Linked DNA regions of Anas platyrhynchos: region 2 is linked to region 1. A link is a contact called in public Hi-C data. All regions are on one chromosome and are shown on one strand. The core of a region is the stretch at or near the end of the contact, and the rest is flanking DNA. Distances in the headings are between cores, read along the strand shown.

Region 1 (5,274 bases), core at 1,059-3,558:
GAAGGAGCTGGTCCTGTCTGTAACGCAGATTGCCCCAGCGGAGATGGCCCTGCTGCTGGCTCTCACATCTTCGGCCTTCTTCCTTACTGGGCTTGCAGGATCAGCTCAGTGCTGGGCTGCACATGCAAAGGAGGGTGCATTTCTAGCCACCTGCATTTCTCACGTGGAGCTTGTCATGGAGCAGGTCCTGGCCCCAGCTCAGCTTTGAAGAGGAAAAATTCAGCTGGTAGGACTGCAGTCACTAACCAGCAACCCATTCCCTCTTGTGCTGAGTAAAGGTCAGAGAGCGTTATGGTGTTGGTTGGACCACCACTGTGAGTATAAATATTTTGTCTACCAAGTTTTGCAGACTTTTTCAATTCTTTAGTATTTGTACGAGCTGGGAGTGGGCAGATTTCTCACTGATACAGAGGAAACACTCATTCCTCTTGGTTTTGGTGAGCTGGCCTTGAGAGCAAAGAACCAAGAAGGGAATGGCAAAAACTTTAAGGGAAGGAGATTTTTACGTTTTCACAGAAAGACACAAATGCTGCAAAAGATACAAAAAGATGAAAACGCAAAAACAACTGTTTTCAAGGCAAATTCCAGCAGGTTATGGATGAAGCAAGTGCATGGGCCTGCTTTTGCTAGAACTGACTCAGGATAGGACGTGGGTGTTGCTTGTGAGGTTTAATGTGTCTGCATTCTTTTGAGGGTCACCTGATAGGGGCTGGTTGGGCTGACTGTGGTTGCTGCATGTGGCTCAGGATCAACAAGAGGGCATAAAGACCAAGGGTGGCCTTCTACATCCAAGCCAACAGTTTTAATCCCACCATTTAGAGGATTAGGAGTCATTACTCAGCTTTTGGTTGGTATGTGGGAAGTGGTTTGATAGCTCCACCCAGGTCCCTGGAGACAAACAAGGCTGTAGCAAGGGTACAGCTATGCTGGGTTGCACCATGGAGGTGGAGGAACAGCTGACTTGTCTCACTGGAGTATACACTCCTTCAGGTCAAATGGAAACATGATGTGTTGATTGCCGAAATTTGGGCAAACAAACAGTGCTCTACGACAAGACGTGTCTTCAAGTTGTTCCTTAACAAGCAGAAAGTCCACTTTCTCCTTTAAAGAGTTGGTTAGTGGTTTGTTGGCTTCCATTGAAATCTCCCACACTGACTTCAGAGGTCACCAGAAACGTAAGGAAGTGGGTTCTCTGCTGCCTGAGCTAGTATGCAGTGGAACACCCCTGGTCAAACCAGCTTTCTTGAGGTGTTACGTCCTTAACAAGATTCCCTTTGACCTTAGGAATAAGAGTCCACGTGCTCTGCCTTTCACACCTTGTACCAGGCCTGTGCCAAAGGGGCAAAACAGGTTATGCTGAAGCAGAATAGGAGACGCTGCCTGAGGAGCAAAGCAAGAAGAGGACGGAAAGCTCTGGTGGTTTTCAGCCTCCCTCCCCATCGCAGGTTTCCCTGTAGAGTTACCTGCGTGCAGCTGATGTTCAACTTGCTTTGCTACACACACTAAAGCACTTAACCCTTAAAGGGTTAAATATCAGTATCTGCAGTGACAACTTCAAGGACATCCCTGTCTCCAACTTCATTGTTTAGGGAATTCTGATGCCTAACGCTACCCCTGATGAGGGAGTAGGAGCTCAGTGAAGCAGCTGAGTGCGATGCAGACACCGCAGTGGCTCTCCACATGCTCGCTCAGCACCCCATTGCCAGCAGGTTCGGGCACTGCTGCCGCGCCTGCACCTCCCCTGCGCGTTTCTCCAGCTCCTGGATGTGAATGCAAGCTCCGGGTCAGCACAGCTCCCCTCCAGGCTTGCATTTAAGTGCCATAGCAGCCAGCTGAGCGGGCTGTGGGTGAGATCGGAGGGAGCGAGAGCTCTCTGTTTGCTCAGGGAGGGGGCCGGGCAGCAGGAAGCACGGTCATCCGCCCTCGGGCACACCCTGAGAGCTGAGTGGGCATTTTGGAAACGGACATCCTGCTGCCTGGGGGATCACGAGGCACGGCGGGGCTCATAGGAGGGCACGGCTCGCCATGGAAACGTCTTCAAGGGAACAGCAGCCCCGGGTGCTGCTGGCCGGAGGGGCGGCGCGGTGCGGGGTGCGATGCAGGTGCTCCTGCAGGCCTCCCAGGGGCTGCCGTTACGTTGCTTCCCAGAACGTGCTCTTGACGGACCTTTTTGCTTCTCGCGAATAAGCAGGCAGCGGGCAGGCGGTGACGGGGCCCGGGCGCAGCGCCCCGTGCAGGGACACCGCGGCCGTGCCCCCGGGACGGGCCCGACCCCCGCCCTCTCCCCGGTGCACGGGTGCCCGAGCAGGGGGCGGGTTACGGGGTTACGGACCGCTCTCAGCTCCAGCGCTCCACAAAAGATTTGGCTGCCGCGCCTCGAATTCACGTGAACCCGAGGAACTCCCGGCCGAGAAGCCCCCTCGGGGCCCTCCCGCAGGGCCCCCGCCGCCTCCCCCCAGCCGAGGCCGCCGCGGGTGCCCCGAGCAGCGCCCGGCCCGGCCCGGCCCGCGCCGGTCTCTGGCGCCCCCTGGCGGCGGCGGCGGGGAAGCCGCGGGGCCCGGCCCGGACACGGCGCCGCCTCCCGCCGCTGCCGCGCCCCGGGTGCCCGCGGAGGGACGGAGGCGGCGGGAGGCGGCCCGGCCCCGGCCCGGCACTGAGCGGGCACAGACGCACCGTGTATGCGCTGCGGGGCCGGCTCCTGGTTAACGATAAATAGTGAAAGGCGAGCGAACAGCGACGACACGCGGCGGCTCCCCGCGGGCAGGGCGGAGCCGTGGGCGCGCTGTCAAGGCCCCGGCTCCCGGTGCCGCGGGGGGATCGCGGCGGCAGCGGGGCCGGCAGGGTCCGGCCGCCTCCAGCTGCTCCCTCCAGAAAAACGCCGCGCACCTCGCCCCAGCCTCTGGTCACCGCCAAGCGCTCAGTGCCGATAATTCGGGCACAGGGCGCAGGAGGGGCCCCGCGCCGTGCGGGAACGGGGCCTGCCCCGGGCCGCGGGCTGTGAGCCGGACGGGCTGCCCCGGGCAGGGCGCTGGCAGCACGCGGCCGCCACCGGGCTGCCCCAAAGGTTCCCCCCTCTCCCTGTCGCCAAGAGCAGATCTGGAGACCTGGGCTCCGCTCTCCCAAAAACCCTTCTGACGTGTCCTGGCACATCAGGAGCTCCCAGGAGCTGCCACCGAGCCCCTCGCAGCGTTTCACTAACTCGGGAACTGAGCGCACGGGGGTGTCCCGGCTGCTCTCGGGGTGTCCCAGCCCCCCAGGTGGGGCCCTGCAGGGACAGCCCAGCCCCGCGGCCGCCACCCAGCACGCCTGCGAGCAGAGGCCTTAGGCCGAGACTCGGTGCCTCTGGGCCTGTGGCTCGGGACCGGGGGGGGGTACAGGCACGGCCAGGTGCCCCACTGCTCCTGGGGGTGCTCACAGGGCGGCCCGGAGCCAGCTGGTGTGGCGAGCTGCTGCCCAGGGACAGCCTGCTTTTCCTTCCCACCATGCCGACTGATACGCACAAAATGTGTGAAAAAGAGAGGGAAAGGTGAACTTGCCCAGTCTCCACAATTGGTATGGAAACATAGGCAAGGCACAATTTGTAGGTAGCGATAACAGCTCCTGTAGGGCTCACCTAAACACGTTTTGCACATGGACTTAGCACCCTGGCCCACAGCAGTACTGTAGGTCCCGCTGAGCAGACACGGTTTTGCTCCGGGAGGCTGAGGTCAGGCGCGGGACCCCAGCCAGGGTCTTCACCCTGTGGGCGTGGGCCTTGAGCGGGGAGCAGGGGCAGAGCAGAGCCAAGTGGCTTTCTCTTGCCACACTTCCCATTTCCGCCATTTGTGGCCATCTCTGTAGTCCAAAGCCAGATCACAGCTTTTAAAGGTGCTGTTTTTGCTTCTCCATCAGCACACTCCAGCTCTGACTCACTTCCTTTCCCACTGCTGATCTATCTTTGGCCAGTGCTGAAGGAGGTTCCACTGCGAGCAGCCACAGGCGTGCTTTGGTTTGTCTCCTTCAGCAGGAACATGCTGAGTAACTCTGGGTCACACACACCTGTTCAGGATATACCTGTGCTCCTGCAAGCCCTGGTCCCTGCCCCCCCGGCTGCTTAGGAACAAGCCCACGTGAATCAGTGCTGTGTTTGTTTGTTTCCTTTTTATTGTTGGCTTTCAGCTCATGCGCGCTTCCCTGCAATGTTTGATTTTCGTCTGGAGCATCTGGAAACGTTCAGAATTTGGACAATGCAGGTCATTGTCACAACATGTAGGTCATCCGCCCCTGCCCTTTCAAACTAGGAAGCTCTGGGCAGGGTTGATTTTTTTATTTTTATTTTTATTTTTTAACCAGTGAAGCCTCTAACGTGCTCAGAGCTCTGGCTCAGGATGCATTAATTAATCCTCAGGGCATCCTGCCAAGCAGCCTGGAAAGAGCAGCCCTCCTCCAGCCAGGTAGAGGGAGCCGGAGCCGCGTACACCGGGCCGGCTGCAGCTCCGCGGACCGGGCTCCGGGGTCCTGCGGTGCCGGGCTCCCGACGTGGCTGCTCGGACCCTCCCGCTGCCCGCTGCCCCCTGCCCGCTGCCCGAGGCGCTGCAGGGCCGGCCCCGGGCGCGTCCCCTCTGCCCTGCGAGCTGGGGCAGGGGCGGTTCTTGTCACGCTCGGGAAAAATCAGACGAAGCCTGGTGCTTTTCCACCTTGATTTACTATCAGCTTTGACAAGCTCTGTCTCTTGGCTCCTCCGATACTGCCAGCCTTGTCTAATGCTGTTGATTTGATAATATATCTAATCTGGCTTTCTTGAAAACGGCCAGTATCTTGGAGCTGCTGTTCTACTTGAACCGTCTTCCTTCCTTGTGCTCTTTCTGTCTTTCCCAGCTGGGGCCAATCTGTCCGGGAAATAGTCCAATTTGCTTCCATCTGATGGGAGCGGATCCCAGCTCAGTTCCCTTCATCTACTCCGGAGTCAAAATCAGCCTGGGTCATTATTTTGAAATCATTCATTTTCCTCCTCTGCGTTTTTGCTGCTGCTTTGCTCCCTCTGTGCTGTGTCCTGCAGGGAACAGAGGCAGTGGTGAAAATCTCTCTTCCTCCAGGGTCTGCACCAAGCCACCACTACCCATTCAGTGCAATACAGGTGTGGCAGCCCAGACAGGATAGTCCCGTTTTTAGCCCCCCTTATGGCCTGAGGAGGAGCACCAGTGTCCCATGCAAGCACCAGTGTCCCAGCGCATCATCCCAGCAGCGAGCATGTCGCAGGGCCTTGGTGCCCTCCTGCAGGGCTGCTCCCAGAGG
Region 2 (5,274 bases), core at 1,311-3,810, 120 kb after region 1:
CAGAAAAGAGTAAAACCACAATGATCTTTTAGATTCATATACAAGCAAACTCTAAACACCACAAATCACACTTGCATTCAAAACTACAATAAATTGAAGTTAGTGCTCTAGTTTGCAATGCTGATTTTTTTTAAAAGATTATACCATTTACTATATCATTCTAGCATTTATTAAAAGCATTTCTTTAACTGAACCTCAGAAACCAGTATAAAGTTAGATCCTGAATTCTCACTTGATAAAAATGCATTTGGCAAACACTGCCTTCATATAGAGTAATAAAGGGAAAAAAATAAATAAAGATAGCACAATTGCCTCCTGACTTTAGGTAGTTTCGATATAACCAAATTCTCATATATACATACACAATGATCTCTAGCTCACCCCATTTGGGGGAATTTATATCAGCCAAGAAACTTCAGCAGTCCTCTGTGGAACTAACTGTGAACAATACACCTGTATGTGCAGAGCTCTATGTGCAAACTACTAAGCTGCCCTAAAAGCAGATGCTCAAAGGTTTACTGCTGAGACATATAAACTAGTTTTGTACAGACAGCTCACGTCTGGCATGTTCACTAGCTTGGCCCTTATATGCAAATGCAGTTATACTCTTAGATCCGAGCTGGCTCTGGAAACAGCAGATGCAACAGTCACATGGAGCTGCACCTGAGAAAAGGAAGTATACTAAAAACATGCTGGCTCCACATGGAGCTTGCTTCAAATCTCTTCTTATCCCTGGAACAATTTACGAATAAAATTTTGAAGCCTGTCCACATGATGGAAGGTTGACAGTTCTCTTTAAAGGTAATTTTATAAGCCTAACAAAAATCTAGAAAATTCTTAAAGAAACATGAAGATTTTACTTGTACAAAACTAACATTATCTAAACATAAGGAAAACAGGTCTTTCCACTCTGATCTGCAAAGTACTTGCTACACTTTGAATCTTATTGTGATGAAAATATTAATTAGAACAGTTCAGATTATATGCCAAATACCTGTAGCCACGTGTCAATCTCAGCTATGCAATGAGATGGAAAAATCTGGAACTATATTTGGATGCTATCGCTTCTGACAGATCCATAACATCTTCTAATTAATAGAGAGCTCCAGCTACTTTTCTTTAAGACTGGTCTGAAAACATGGTTTCTATTTGGTTTTGAATCTCACTGATAAGAAACCCTCGAGGGCAAAGACTGCATACTCTGTGTTGGAAAAGTACAGAGGACATTTTGAGTGTCCAGTGGTCTGTCTGCAAGTCTTACCTTTTTGGGCTTCTTCAAATCTATCGTTCTCTGCTAGCCACTGAGCATAAGGGACATAGACATCATCTTTGAATTCAGGATGCTTTTCACTCAAAGCAAATGCCTGAGGTACATAATAAATTCATTTTTAGCATACTGCGCGATTTAAACAGTTAAAAGGTTTAGCATACTCCACGGGATCAATCTTTTATTTCCGAGTAAATTCACAATGAAAATACATACACATAATACAGATTATATCCATCTTTTCTCCAGTATGAAACTAATGTATTTTAAAATAAAAAGCAATCACCAACAAAAGAAAAGCTAAGCATAGCAGCAGTCTGGATTATGAGTTAGGGAAACGTGAAAGTGTATCTAGGAAATTTAGTAAATTTCACAGCAGGAAACATGAAATGTTTTCATTTTTTTACTGAATGTATCTTCTAAAGAGACTGAAGCAACACTGTAAACAGGGTTTGCTTCCTAAACTCACTAACTGGTCAACAGAAGAATAAACATACAATTTTCAAAAGCACCTATATAATTTACAGGGGGGGGTAAGTGTCAGTTCTAGTGGCACTTCGAAAACCCTGAAGTTACACCTATCAAAATCTCAATTTGAAGAAATATGAACAGGTAACCCCAGCTTTGAAGTATGCGATACTGGCAGACTCATGCTTCCATGGAAAAACCCACTGAAGACAGCAAAACTTTACCTAATCATAAGCATAAATCTAGCTTATAAAGTGGGGTTCACACAGCATACATTCATCAGATCTACATCATACATATGCTATTCTCACTCACACATGTCCAAGTTATAAAAATAATGCAGCTCAAAACAGAATTTCCCTGATATTTCCCCTGATATATTTTATATTTATTCTAATGGGCTAGAAGCATCTTAAGGATTTGCATAGGAAATGGGCAACTATACCTCAACACGCAAAAAAGGTGTTCAGAAATGAGACCAAGAAATGTTCAGCTAGGACACTTAAGAAAACAAAAAAACACACTACACCAAAAAAAACACCAAAATCACCCATACACAAAATCAAAGAAAGAGCAATGAGCATACAAAATTAACCTGAGTACTCAGAATCACATTCTGTGGAAGCCTTCACCCTCCCTGCTTCCCCCTTCCCTCCAGTGGTGGAGGAACCAGACATTTATCTCCCTCCTTCAACCAGAGATAACAAGTAGCAGCAATTTTGAACAAAGGAACCAAAAGCATGCTTACTTCTTCCCAGCGAAGAGTCTCCACGTAGAGATGGACCAATGCTTTCAGGTCACCGACCTTCATGTATGTTTCTGCTGCATAGCCAGGGTTATCAAGTTTCTTAAAATAGAAGGCACATTTTAACAAAGGCTCACGCTCAGCTTTATCCAGTTTCCGAGCAACTTCTATTAACCTAGACACCATAAAAAGATGACAAACATTCCAGGTTCAGCTGCTATTTAACTATTGTAAGAACTTCACTGTTAATCGGCTATTATTTAATACTGTAACAGTAGTATCACGTGACCCACTGTTTGAACACTTACTGAAAGCTGTTTAAAACTCTTTTTATCTTTTACAAGCTCAAAACCTGTTCCTACAATCCTTACTAATGCACACAATTCCGTATCACAACAAACTGTCCTCAGAGGGTTTGCTCAGTCATGGACAGAGGGAAGCAGTAGGTCCTCCATCACTAAGTCACATGGGACACGATTCCTTAACTCTGACCTAAAAAAACCCAAACTCATGAATAAACATTACTCCATTTGCCACAAGGGAAACTGAGTCAAGGGAATGCGGAGTCACTTGTCCAAGTTTTTATGTTAACTCAGCAGAAGACCCGAAGTATGAATTACTGTGAATCAAGAAGTATTTGACCAGCAGAAGAGTTGCCCAAGAATTTATGTCTAGCAATTCCGTGCTCCAGTTCTCAGTTGCAACAGTTTAAAACATAAACAGGCTACCAAATACAGTCACTGCTGTGACAATTACTCTGAAATGTTTAAGGCATGCATATTTTAGAAGACAGCCCCATAATACTGAGGAACCCAATTTATTACTGTAACACAGTTATTTTCATAGCATAATGCCCCTATGCTCTTAACATTTAATGCAACTTTTGAAACATATTAAATTGTAGATGTGCTTCAAATACAGCTTATGCACCTTTGTTTATATCATACTGAGTGTATCAAACGGGTTTTGTCCTATTTTAAAGTTATGCAGAATTCACTCAAGTTTCTGTTATACAGTAACTCTGAGATGGAATTAAAACCTACGTATCAACCCAGCCATGGTCCCCGCTGATTTCTATGGCTTTCATGTGCTCGCCTGCAGAAAGGTACATCTCCACTGCTGCTTTGGGCTCATTGATATTCTTGGCCCAATCTGCTTGCTTTTTGATTAGCATCTTTGTGTCTTTGGGATCTCCAGACCTGAGAAAATCCTGAAATAGCACAGTACAAAAAAAGTTGGCATTACTTTCTGGTCACAAACACTGTTACATTCTGAATTCTAAAATACATAAGGGCTTTTTTGATTAATATTGTTATGCCTTCTAAGAAAAAAAACAGTGCATACAGAGCAACAGAAATCGATCCAGCTTTCAGCAACTAATCAAAGGCCAATGTTCAGTAGGAAACAATGGCAAGTCTCCCCTCTACACAGGTAAATTAAAAAACAGATAAATGAAAGTGAGAGATTCTGTGAGGGCTATGAGCAGAATGACAAAGATGCCTCAGAGGTTATCAGTAGCTTTCCAAGGAATCAAGCTGGGAGGTTTCCCCTGTTGAACCTGTTTAAGTAGATATAAACTACTTTTGTAGTTTTGTGTTTTGTCTTTTTTTTTTTCATAGATTTCTGCATGCCATCTAGGAACACAGCTTTCTAAAACAAAATGGTATTAATCTTAAAAGGAGAGAGAGAGAGAGAGAGAGAAATACCAATTTTAAGTTTTTTTTTAAGAAAGTGCTCTTTCATTCTCAAAGATGACTCAACCCTGTGCTTAGGTAACACCAGTACATCCACTTAAATTATACATAAGCATCAGGATGCCCCAAAAATCAATTAAAGACTGAAATCTCATTTTCTGCAAATACCCTTGATAATTGTCCTACCATATATCAAAGAAGTTCTGTAAGGATGGAATGACAGCTGCTCAAGAGAGCTACAACTACTGGCTGGACTTCTGCACAGTAAGGCAAACTGCAAGTCTGGATGCTGCAATGATGACCGTTTTGAAACTATTTTTAATAGTTTGTTCAGCTTCTGCCAATACCAAAGCCCTGGCACCATATGGTTCACATCTGTGACATCATGCAGCAGGAAAAAAATTGTACTTCAAAACTGGAAGATCAATTAAAGGCAATTTTGGCTGTTAAGAGAACAGACTACTGTTCTTTAAAACAGCTTTTACCAAATGAAAAATTGGAACAGAGGAGGAATGGAAAACTACGTAGATAGGAAAGATACCTGATCCTCAAGGTTTCTATTAAATTCTGTTTCAGATTAAAAAACAAACAAGACCCACAACACAAAAAACACACATAGCAGAACTGTTCCAGTATCACAGCTCACCACTTTCCCTGATGCAGATAGTCAGCAGGTACAGAACTACAACCAGATGTCAGCTCTTAACACCAGAACAAAATCCTATGTCAAGTTCATTTAACTACTGCAACACAGCCCTGATTCAGGAGACTAACTGTACAGATGTTGTGATAATCTTCTAACATGAAAAACTGAAGACAAGGAATCAAGTTGAACAACCTTTGATACAACTTCTGTTTGCCAGCATAGGTCATCAGAGATAAGTCCAAAATCAAAAGCTCAGCTTCTTCAAGTATAAAGAGGGTTTTATTTTGTGAGTTCTCAGTAATTTGTGATCTGGTACTGTGATAATGAGCCTATGACCACATATCAAAGGACTTCCTGACCTCTGCCTTTAGTCTGGTCTCTCTAGCTGGAACTAATCAAAGTTAACCTCAAACACAAGAAATCAGACTCTGAAAGGGTCTCTTTGCTTAATTCT

The links. Hi-C and Micro-C count contacts between places; a contact is called where the count stands out from the background.
Region 2: a Hi-C map of liver shows a contact between it and region 1, with 4 times the contacts expected there. The contact joins two enhancer-like sites. A contact is called at or near these places in 4 of 8 Hi-C or Micro-C datasets (liver, skeletal muscle and subcutaneous adipose tissue).

What each region holds. Positions count from the first base shown.
Region 1 is chr13:511,958-517,231 of IASCAAS_PekinDuck_T2T, forward strand. No RefSeq gene overlaps it. Among named protein-coding and RNA genes, the nearest start is that of PLXND1, 16 kb to the right of the region's middle. Within about 2 kb of position 2,309, at least 6 of the 8 cell types and tissues checked have an H3K27ac peak or open chromatin away from gene starts, as enhancers often do.
Region 2 is chr13:634,226-639,499 of IASCAAS_PekinDuck_T2T, forward strand. IFT122 (intraflagellar transport 122) reads right to left here. Exons shown (of 27, transcript XM_038185676.2): 19 at 3,524-3,690; 20 at 2,484-2,655; 21 at 1,262-1,364. Among named protein-coding and RNA genes, the nearest start is that of RHO, 16 kb to the left of the region's middle. Within about 2 kb of position 2,561, at least 1 of the 8 cell types and tissues checked has an H3K27ac peak or open chromatin away from gene starts, as enhancers often do.